Linked DNA regions of Mus musculus: region 2 is linked to region 1. A link is a contact called in public HiChIP or PLAC-seq data. All regions are on one chromosome and are shown on one strand. The core of a region is the stretch at or near the end of the contact, and the rest is flanking DNA. Distances in the headings are between cores, read along the strand shown. Region 1 overlaps Rsu1 (Ras suppressor protein 1). Region 2 overlaps Rsu1 (Ras suppressor protein 1).

What was found. HiChIP or PLAC-seq counts read pairs in DNA pulled down with a chosen protein or histone mark.
Region 2: an H3K27ac HiChIP or PLAC-seq map of thymic regulatory T cells shows a contact between it and region 1, with 4 times the contacts expected there. The contact joins two enhancer-like sites. A contact is called at or near these places in 6 of 484 Hi-C or Micro-C datasets (the N1E-115 cell line, adipose-derived mesenchymal stem cells, bone marrow-derived dendritic cells and 3 more) and 3 of 115 datasets of contacts at active chromatin or transcription factors (cardiomyocytes, differentiating embryonic stem cells and thymic regulatory T cells).

What each region holds. Positions count from the first base shown.
Region 1 is chr2:13,085,889-13,090,622 of GRCm38.p6, reverse strand. All of the region lies in intron 8 of Rsu1 (Ras suppressor protein 1), which reads left to right. Among named protein-coding and RNA genes, the nearest start is that of C1ql3, 77 kb to the right of the region's middle. Within about 2 kb of position 2,637, at least 5 of the 459 cell types and tissues checked have an H3K27ac peak or open chromatin away from gene starts, as enhancers often do. A contact at or near this core is called in thymic regulatory T cells, where this site is marked.
Region 2 is chr2:13,222,883-13,227,616 of GRCm38.p6, reverse strand. Rsu1 (Ras suppressor protein 1) reads left to right here. Exons shown (of 9, transcript NM_009105.4): 4 at 3,192-3,312. Among named protein-coding and RNA genes, the nearest start is that of Rsu1, 46 kb to the left of the region's middle. Within about 2 kb of position 2,821, at least 35 of the 459 cell types and tissues checked have an H3K27ac peak or open chromatin away from gene starts, as enhancers often do. A contact at or near this core is called in thymic regulatory T cells, where this site is marked.

The DNA of each region.
Region 1 (4,734 bases), core at 1,388-3,887:
AGTAACGCATTGTTAATACTCTCAGATTTGGGCCCAGAGAACTGTACTGTGAATGGAGTGGGAGATAAATAGAGAGGAAAATGGCAAATTAAGGGGACAAATAACCAGGAAAAAAAAAAGAAAAGAGGGAAGACTGCCTGCTGGCATCAGCAGAGGAGAACACATAACCAGTGTCTGATGCATTTCTTGAGGAATCTGTGTGTTTGCAAATTGCTGCAGTACATCTCAGCAGAATGGAATCGAAGTAACGAAGAGCTGACTAGCAGGCAGAGTTGGATAAATTCCCTCAGTACTCCTGAAATATAACAGAGCAAGGAACAGTATAATGAAAAATAACAGAGAGAGTAGCTAGGGGCTTAACTTATGATCAGTGTTCATTACAACAAATGACACTTTCACTGCAGAGTTACCATAAAGATTATTGACTCTTACATAATGTGGGTCCCTTCTGAATAGATTCTAGAACAGCGCAGCCTGTGAATGGGAGGGCTGGAGCAAGACGAGGACAGAAGATGTGCCCAAATCCCCTCCTCATGTTGTCAACTAGTACTGGCATGCTGCCCATTCAGAATCCTGGACAGAGTCTTCTGCACAGTGGATTCCCTGAGTGCCTTTGGCACTGGCTAGGGTGGGCTTGCCTTACTAAGTGAAGAGGAGTCCCAACGAGTGACTGAACCTGTTAGCTGTTTTATTTCTAAGGACCTTCTGTGTATCCTCCACCATTTCCTATTTTCCTCGGGCATACATAATACAGCATCTTTTAAAATATCTCTCTGGAAAGAAACTATGTTTTGTGTAAAACTTGGTACAGACGAACATAAGGCGTCTTTGCAATTCTGTGGTCTTGCCCAAGTTTAGAATGGACAACCCCCAATTCTGAGCACATTCAGCAGCCTGGATTTTCAGTACCTGTTTAGTGTCTCCTAAACACTCAGTACTTGGTTTTATTTCACTCTTATGACAGCCCCACGAGATATGTACTGTTAATCCCAAGTTTACAGATGAGAAAGACCTCTCAGGTTGAGTGGCTTGTTCAAGGTCACCAAGAATGATAGATGACTTTCAGAAGAACTTCTTCAAGTCTTCTATAAGTTAGTTTCCATACAGTCCTGAACATGTAGGAAGATGTCTTATCCCCGACCTCTTCTCTCTCAAAGCATACAGTGTACTAAATATATATAGGCTCTCTGCTTCAAACCAGATTCTACAAAGAAACTGAACAAGGCTTATTGTGCATTCATGTGTTAGGGCTGAGGATATAGGGTCAGTTCTCAAAGGTCTTGATGCATGAGTGTCATTCAGTTCTTAGCAATCACATAAAAAGCCAGCCAGGGTAGGATCCACTTCTACCGCTGCCACGGAGGCAGAGACAGGAAGATTTCCAAGACTCGCTAGCAGGCGAGCCTAGCCTGATTTCTGAACTCTAGATCACAATGAGAAATTCTGTTTCAAAGAACAAAGTAGATGACTTCTGAGTAACAATACCCAAGATTATTCTCTGGCCTCCCCATGCACACAACATATCTACAAGCATGCTTGTACATGTACGTATACACACACAGGCATACACACACGGGTGCGCACGGTGTATGTATATATATATTAAAAGTGACCCCCCCTAAGAACGCACTTCTTGTCAGAATTAGACAGACTGACAGAGAAACAATATGCTTTGGAGGCATCAGCCACCTATTGTCACAGAATGAAGCAAGGCTAATCTATATAGACAATAAGTTGTTTTAATTTTCTTTTAATTTTCAGGTTGTTTTGTTTTCATTTCTTATTTGAGGTTTGTGGAGAAAATACTTCACTAAGAAACAGCGATTTAAAAGTAGTGAGCCTTGATCTACAAAGCAGATTTAATGTGTGTCTAAGATCATTTCAAGGTTTTTTTTCCGCTCATGAAGTCTGACCATGGTGTCATCTCATGGTCTATAGAATCTACCTTCTGTTCTATAGACCCTCCATAGCTGGAGCTAATTGCTCCGGAATGTGGGTTGTTGTATTAGCATGCTTCTTCTGTGTGTGTGTTCCCTTTAAGATCTTCTGTCCCATGACATCATATTGAGCTGGGAGGAGTCTCCACACCGCCTGTGCCTCTGGCATCTCCACCTTACACGTTTACTCCACCTCACATTCACCATCTGCACATGGAATGTTCTAACACCTTCCAGGGGTGTTTTGTGGGTGAGATTCTTCGATGAAGCACTTGAGCTTCTTGGATTCAAAGGGGCTGTTGTGACAAGTGTCAGCTCTTTCATGCCCACCCACAGCCACAGCTTTTGCCTGTTGGGGCATCAGCCACAAAGTGCCAAGTCCAGAGAGTTAGCCCTTCTTCACACTATTTCCCTGCATCTCCTCAACGCTCCTAGCTGATGCCTGGGATCTAACAGATCCTGGTATGCAGCCAACCTAACCTATAATCCTGTAGGATTTCTAGCCTTTTTTTTCTTCTTTAACCTATAAGTTTCTCAGAGACTCTTAAAATATGAATTCAAAGCAAAAATAGAGTAATAAACAATTTTCAGAGTGTATCAAGACAGGAAGTATCTTACAAACATCCTTTTGAGGATGTTTCTTCCCTTAAAAGTCAAAGTATGCAAATTAAGACTACAGGAAGGTGAAACCCAGAGATTCATGGGTTTTAGAGCTGTCATATCTACATGATTCCTGTCACAGTTGATGCCCTGACCTCAAATACCTCACTCTACTCCCAACAGATCCCCTTGTCCACCAAGAGCTTCGCTCATCCCTTGCTGCTAAAGTCTTCACATCACCAGCTACTGCTCAAACGCTGGGCTCTTAGATGAAGAAGCAACATTGACCTGATTTGCCATATTTCAGAGATGCCGGTGACCATAACCAGAAACACAGCTTGCAGGAGGAACCTGGCTATGCCAGAGCCGAGGCAGAAGGTACTAGCTGCCTCCTCCTGCTTCTGCTAAAGTCCCGTGGATAGTAGCCTTGTGGATAAACCACCATATATACTCTGTAGCCAGAGAAATTTTGGTTTTAATTACTAAAGTTTTCTTTTGCTTTTGGCTTTATCTTAATGATTTGTAAGTGGAAGTGATTTACCTCACCCAGTGCTGAGGGAAAGCATAAATAGTACAGCATTGTTTTCAGTGTCAGGCATCATGCCGTAATATAATCTAACACACAGCAGACCTTTGCGATGTCAGCCCTGTGGAGTTTCATTTAAGTGAGTTCGTGGTTAAGTGAGTTCATATGACTGAAGTTCTGTGTAAGCTCCATAGACAAAGTACATGTTATAGGTTGGAGCTGAAGTGAGCCCACAGGCTCTGCTTTGGTCCACCTCTTCCCCCATGTGACGGCACAATTTGGGAGGCTGTGAAACCTTTAAGAATCAGACCCTAGCTGAAGGAATCAGGTCACTAGACGCAGACATGTTACTATTATACCCAACCTCTGGTTCCTGCCAGACCCTCTGCTTCCTGTGTACCATAGTGTGAACAGTTCTCCATCACATACTATCCCACCACCATCCTCTCCATAAGATATTTTTTGCTGACTGTTGGGTACTAGGCCCAGAAACTTGAAAACTAAAAGTGACTTAGACATCCTTTTATCCCAGAGACATTCATGATCTATCTGGAGGGTCACAGTGGAATGCTTTTGATTATCCTACTTATGTGACACCTGCTTTCATTCAGTCAGCAGACATTGACAGTGTGTCTATAACATACTACCGGGTATCAGACATTTTTCTTCCCTCTGCCTAAAAACCTGACAAGAATCATCTTAAGGGAGGAAGGACTTGTTTTGGCTCAGTTTGAGGGAACATTCCATCATTGTGGAGAAGGCTTTGACAGTAGGAGTGGATCAAGGCTATGGTGACAGAGTCATGAGATGCTTGATCACATCTCTATGGATAAAGAGAGAAAGAACTGTGACACTCACCTGCCTTTGTCAGTGGTCCCTTTTTGTCCAGTTTAAGAGACCAGTCATGAGATAGTGCTGCCCTTACTTAACATGGGTCCTTCCTATGCAGTAAAACCTTTCTGGACACAGTTCCACTAACACACTAAGCACTATCTCCTAATGAGTCTAAATCAGCCAACAGGAAAATAAGGATTAACCATCACTACCAGGTAAAGAGGGTACTAAAGAAGACAAGCAGGTTCTCACCCTCTATGTATTAGTCTTCTAATAGATGAGGCAAGAAGCAATAGTAATCATATAAACAACATAACACTATTGTGATACACAGTAAAAGGGAAGCTTATGTCATCAATGGAAATGTTGGCCAAGAAGACTTGGCTAGGGAATTCATACTTTGAAGCATCAATGAGTGACTGTGTCAGCACACAGCCTTACTTTGATACTAAGCCTAAGAGGAAGAGGCAGTCTTTAGTAAGATCAGCCAGTGGGTTCCAGGCATGCCGTGGTCTATGGACTCATGTCATTGGACACAGTGTCTCTCTGTCCTTTCAGTTGTGCTTTATCTATGCCAGTTTCTCTCCTAGGTGGTCCCCTGTCACACTAGGCTAGTGTAGGGTACCAGCTGATCTGAACTCTTATTATTATTCATTAAGTAAAACAAAAAAAAAAAGGTCATTTCTTTGGTCCCTAGGCCTGTTTCTCTGGCTGGCTGTCATGGACCACCTGCTCATTTATCATCCAGTTAGCTTTGCCAAGGTGACAGACAAAGACTGAGCTGTGAGTCATGTGACCTCCCCCCAACCCAGCAGCCTCCCCAGAGTTGGCTGTATT
Region 2 (4,734 bases), core at 1,572-4,071, 140 kb before region 1:
TCTTTTTTTTGCTGAGGTGTCCCACAGATACCTTGGAATATTCCAGGAGAGACTTTTGACTGGTGAAATTTTACAGCCACCTCTTCTTGATAGTTGTGATTTATTCACTGCGCACTGTGTATTGCTAACCCTTTACATTTGTCATGGTTTTGTTGGGATTAGCTGGCTTTCCAAATGCTGCCTCCATTTCTACTTTAGATTATGATAACCCTTCATTTATAACTTGCTTTCTTTTTTTTTATATATATAAATAGCATAGGATGGCTCTCTTTATCCACAAAAGATTCACTCTGCTAGATGGTAAGACTAGAGAGTATCCTGCATATCGTTAGCATTCTCTGATTTTGGTTGGATGAATGGTCCTCTGTCCAGACAAGTCTGAATGTTATATTCTTTCTATTTTTACTGTGGCTGATGAAAAAATTCTGTAGTTTACAGGGAAATATTAGCTATGCATTTTTTTCTTTCCCTTTCAGCGTGAATGGAGTCTTAACACAACACATTCAAATGCACACCAAAGGCTGGGAGAGGTTTGGTAAATTGAATGTGGGGTTATTGTTTGTGTCCACAAAACAAAGTCCTAAATCACATTTAACATAATTGGTGGCTTTAAATTGGACTGCTTTAGCACAGAGAGTGAAATAATCTCTCATCCTGTCAAAGAGGCGATACCTTTAGACCAGCATTTAATTGCATTGGCAGGGTAAGTTTAGGGAGGCAGCAGTAATTCTGGCCACATTATTCTTGGTTTGTGGCTAAATTGAGATCATCATTTTCTCTTGGTTTCAGTAACTTTCTTTATTGCTCTTCAAGCTAATCCGATCACTACAGTGAGCGTAGGCTTAGTGATAGCTCCAGGGTGGACAAGGGGAAAGGGTTAGGTCTTCGGTTGCTGCCCTTCACCTCTGTCAGTGGAGGGAACATGTGACCCTGAGGGTAAAGTTTGATGGCTTTCTCAGTAATTGCTCATATAAACTGAACACCATTTATTTACACAACAGCGTATGTACCTGAAATATGCTTGCAGCCACTCTGTGCAAGCTAGGCTCTTAGTATTGTATTAGTATCTACAGTCACTCTGGGATCCTTCCCAGCTGCCCAGACTATTTCATGAAATATTGGTCCCTTCATCTCCACCCACTTTGAGGGCTAATGCAAAGCTCTATCATGGGACCACTGCCACCTGTCCATGGCTCTGGTATACTCCAGTCTTTATCTTTTATGTCCCTCCTTTCAATGAAAGCATGTTCTTTTCCTTGTCCCAAGCAGTCCCTTTTAAAGAAATTAGGTCATCCATACCTGGGGTGTTTCTCAGTGTTGAAAATGGTGACTCAGAGTGAACAATAACACTGGGCCCTTTTCCGTTACTTTATCTCTCCTGGGAGTAACCACGTGCCGGTCTTGGGATGGCTGTTTGGCTCCATATCTCAGATGTTTAGAATTTTCATAGAGCTATGCAAGGGTCCTAAGTACAAGCACTCCTGATCCTGCAGTTAGACTTAACCTAGAGCAGTAATGCTGGCCAGCAGAGTGTCTTTCCCAGCCTTCGGGGCAGGTGGAGAAGAGGGAACTGCAGGCTGGGAAGGAAATATGTTGATATAAGATGTGGCCCACTTGCTTATACTGGACAAGGCCGCATTGCTATTCCTAGTGATCTGGAAAGTTTGGGTGTTACAGTTTCCATGAACCATGGGCAAGCTGCATATGCATGCTTATAGAAAATCAAATAGCAAGTAGGCTAGATAAATGACAAAACATTGAAGAGTCTCTCTCTCTCTCTCTCTCTCTCTCTCTCTCTCTCTCTCTCTCTCTCTCTCTCTCCCTCTCTCCCTCTCTCCCTCTCTCCCTCTCTCCCTCTCTTTCTCTCTCCTGTGCTATCAACTTGGAGTGGAACATTTGTCCTTCAGTGTCATTGGGAGTTGATTAGAGGAGCCCTGGTTACCAAAATCCAGAAATTCTCAAGTCCTTTATATAAAAGGACACATTATATGCACATATCCTATGCTCATTTTCCATGCCCTTTGAATCACTGCTGTATTGTGTAAAATATCTAATAGCTTGCAAATGCTCATTAAACTGCATCCTCTAGGAAGTAATGACAAGAAGAGCCAGCTGTATAAGGTCATTACAGATGCACCATTTTCTGTAAATATCTTTGGTTGATTGAGAATTCTGGATGTGATTTAATAATAAGGAAACCCAGCTTATGTGTGGATTAGATGGTCACCTTGGACTGCCATGTCGCTTCCATTTGAAAGGGGAAAAAGTGCTGCTCGTATTTTGTGTACCCCAAATTCATTCGACATTTCTGCCTCCAATGTAGAGATACTGAGGGCTGGCTCTACTTTTGAGGCTCTTAACTTGTATTCAAATGGTAGACTATAGGTAAGGAGATGCCTTGCGGGTCCCAAGCGGATATCTTCATCTGTGAGCTGCACACTCTGTTCACAGCATGCTGCTGAGTGGGCTCTTTGAATTTTTGTGTAAGAATGTATTAATCAATTGTTAATTTAATGTGTGTGTGTGTGTGTGTGTGTGAGTCAAAACAAAAAGGACAAAAATCAGAAAGGAGGAACACTGAGTATTGTACTATTTCAACTTAAGCTTTAGCTGCGACTGAGTTCAATGATAACAAGGACAGCTCCACAGGTACGGGATCATTTAAGAACTTGAGTGTACCCTCCTTCATTGGGGTTAGCTGTCTTCGGCTGGCAGTTCAAAGCAACCACAAGGAAGAAAATAACTTCAGCTGTTATGCTTGTAGTGTGGAAGTGTGTGCTGTGTTCTATTCCCTGAGAGGCTGCTGACAGCATGGGTCTCATGTCTTCCTCATTTCTGCTTTCCGCCCCTCTGTACCTCAGAAACAAGTCCTGCCAGGTAGTTTGATCTAATCAGACAAAAGGAAACACTTCCTGAGAGGCTGCTGACAGCATGGGTCTCATGTCTTCCTCATTTCTGCTTTCAGCCCCTCTGTAACTCAGAAACAAGTCCTGCCAGGTAGTTTGATCTAATCAGACAAGAGGAAACACTTCCGTTCCACCTGGTCAAGAATTTTTAGCCATGAAAGTAAGAAAACCCACAAAATGCATGTGGACAGCACTGGGGTTTGACCTTACTTGCGTTCAATAGGGAAGTGTGTGGCTAGCATCCTTTGCCCCTTGAATTCACATGCTGCATCTCCATCCCTATAGCTGTGCCACCAAATGTAGCGGAACTGAAGAACTTGGAGGTACTAAACTTCTTCAACAATCAGATCGAGGAACTGCCTACCCAGATCAGCAGCCTCCAGAAACTCAAACACCTGAACCTTGGGTGAGTATTGGAGGAGCTTGAGGAAATCTCCGCCAGGTAATGAGCTGAAGCCAATGCATGCTGTGGGCAAGCAAGGGGAAGCGCTTATATGATTATCACATGGGAGTAGTGGGTTTCTAATTGCTTTTAATGTGTCAGGTTTAAGAAAAGGCTTATTGTTTTAATATTTCCTTTCAGTCTTCTCCATTAGTGTATATCCAGTTAAAGCTAATTGAGAAGCTAATTGTTGGCACAACAAGGAATCTTTTCATGATATTTTGTTTCCAATAGAATGTTATGTCTGTTATGTTGGCCAAGGAAGGACTGACTTGCATAGAATTAATTGTTCAGATAAGCTGGACTACTGTTGGCCTGTTTTCTCTGTGTATTACATAGAAATAGTTAGAAAAACACCCTCCTTGCATGCAGTGGCCCCTCATTTTGCACTGTGACTTCAAGGTATTCTTCGGTGTTGTAGGGATGGGGGACAACTGTACACTTTTACACCAAGGTGAAAAGAGGAAAGTTTATTCATCAGTGAGCTGTAACAGTACCTTGCATCTGTATACTGCTTGGCAGTTGTCAGAGTTCTTGTGCCGGCACTTGACCCTGTGCACGTTTGTGAGGTGGATTCAGCACTTTCCTTTCCAAGATAGGCAGTCAAGCTCTTCTCAAGAGCTTGCTCCTGATGCGCTCCTGATTACCTCTGACTTTGGTGGCTGAGTGCAGTAGAGACCTCTATTGATTTGGCTCCATCAGACCCCCTGGATGGCAAGTGGAACTTTGGCTTTTGATTTCCATCTTCCCTGTCATAGCTGTTAGCTGAAAGTGTCCATTCACGTCTCTGTGCAATCCAATCTACCCATTCAGTTGTAGCCACTGGATGTTGTAGTTATGTTAGTGAGCTAAATGGGGGGCGGGGTATGCTGGGTATTTATCAGTCTTATATGGGGTTTGTGGATTCGTGGTTAGTCCATTCTTTCCATGAAGGGTTTGCTTCGATTCTCTTGTGTTGAAGCTCAGTTTTGAGAGATCAGCTTTGCAAGATCAAAGAGCATCTACTTGCTAACCTGTGAGAGGAAGAAGAGTGAAAAAGAGAGAACCATGTTACTTCAAATGACAGTGTTTTCCCTTGCTGGGGTTCATACTGGATCCCCATCAATAAAACAGAAAAGAAAAAGGGTTGTATATTTTTTCTTTTGAGGGTTTTTTTTTTTTCTTTTTTTGAGTTTGAAGATTATTAAGTCCTTATACTAGAGAGATAGCTCAATGGGTAAGAATGCCTGCTTTGAAACCAGGAGGGACTAATTTCAAACCCCTAGCACCCATGTAAAAGCCAGGATTTTTCTTGTATACCTATAATCTTGGCACTGGGTTTATGAAGGTAGACACAGGCCCTGGAAGCTTGGTGGCTAGACAGCCTAGCCAAGAAGGCAAGCATTA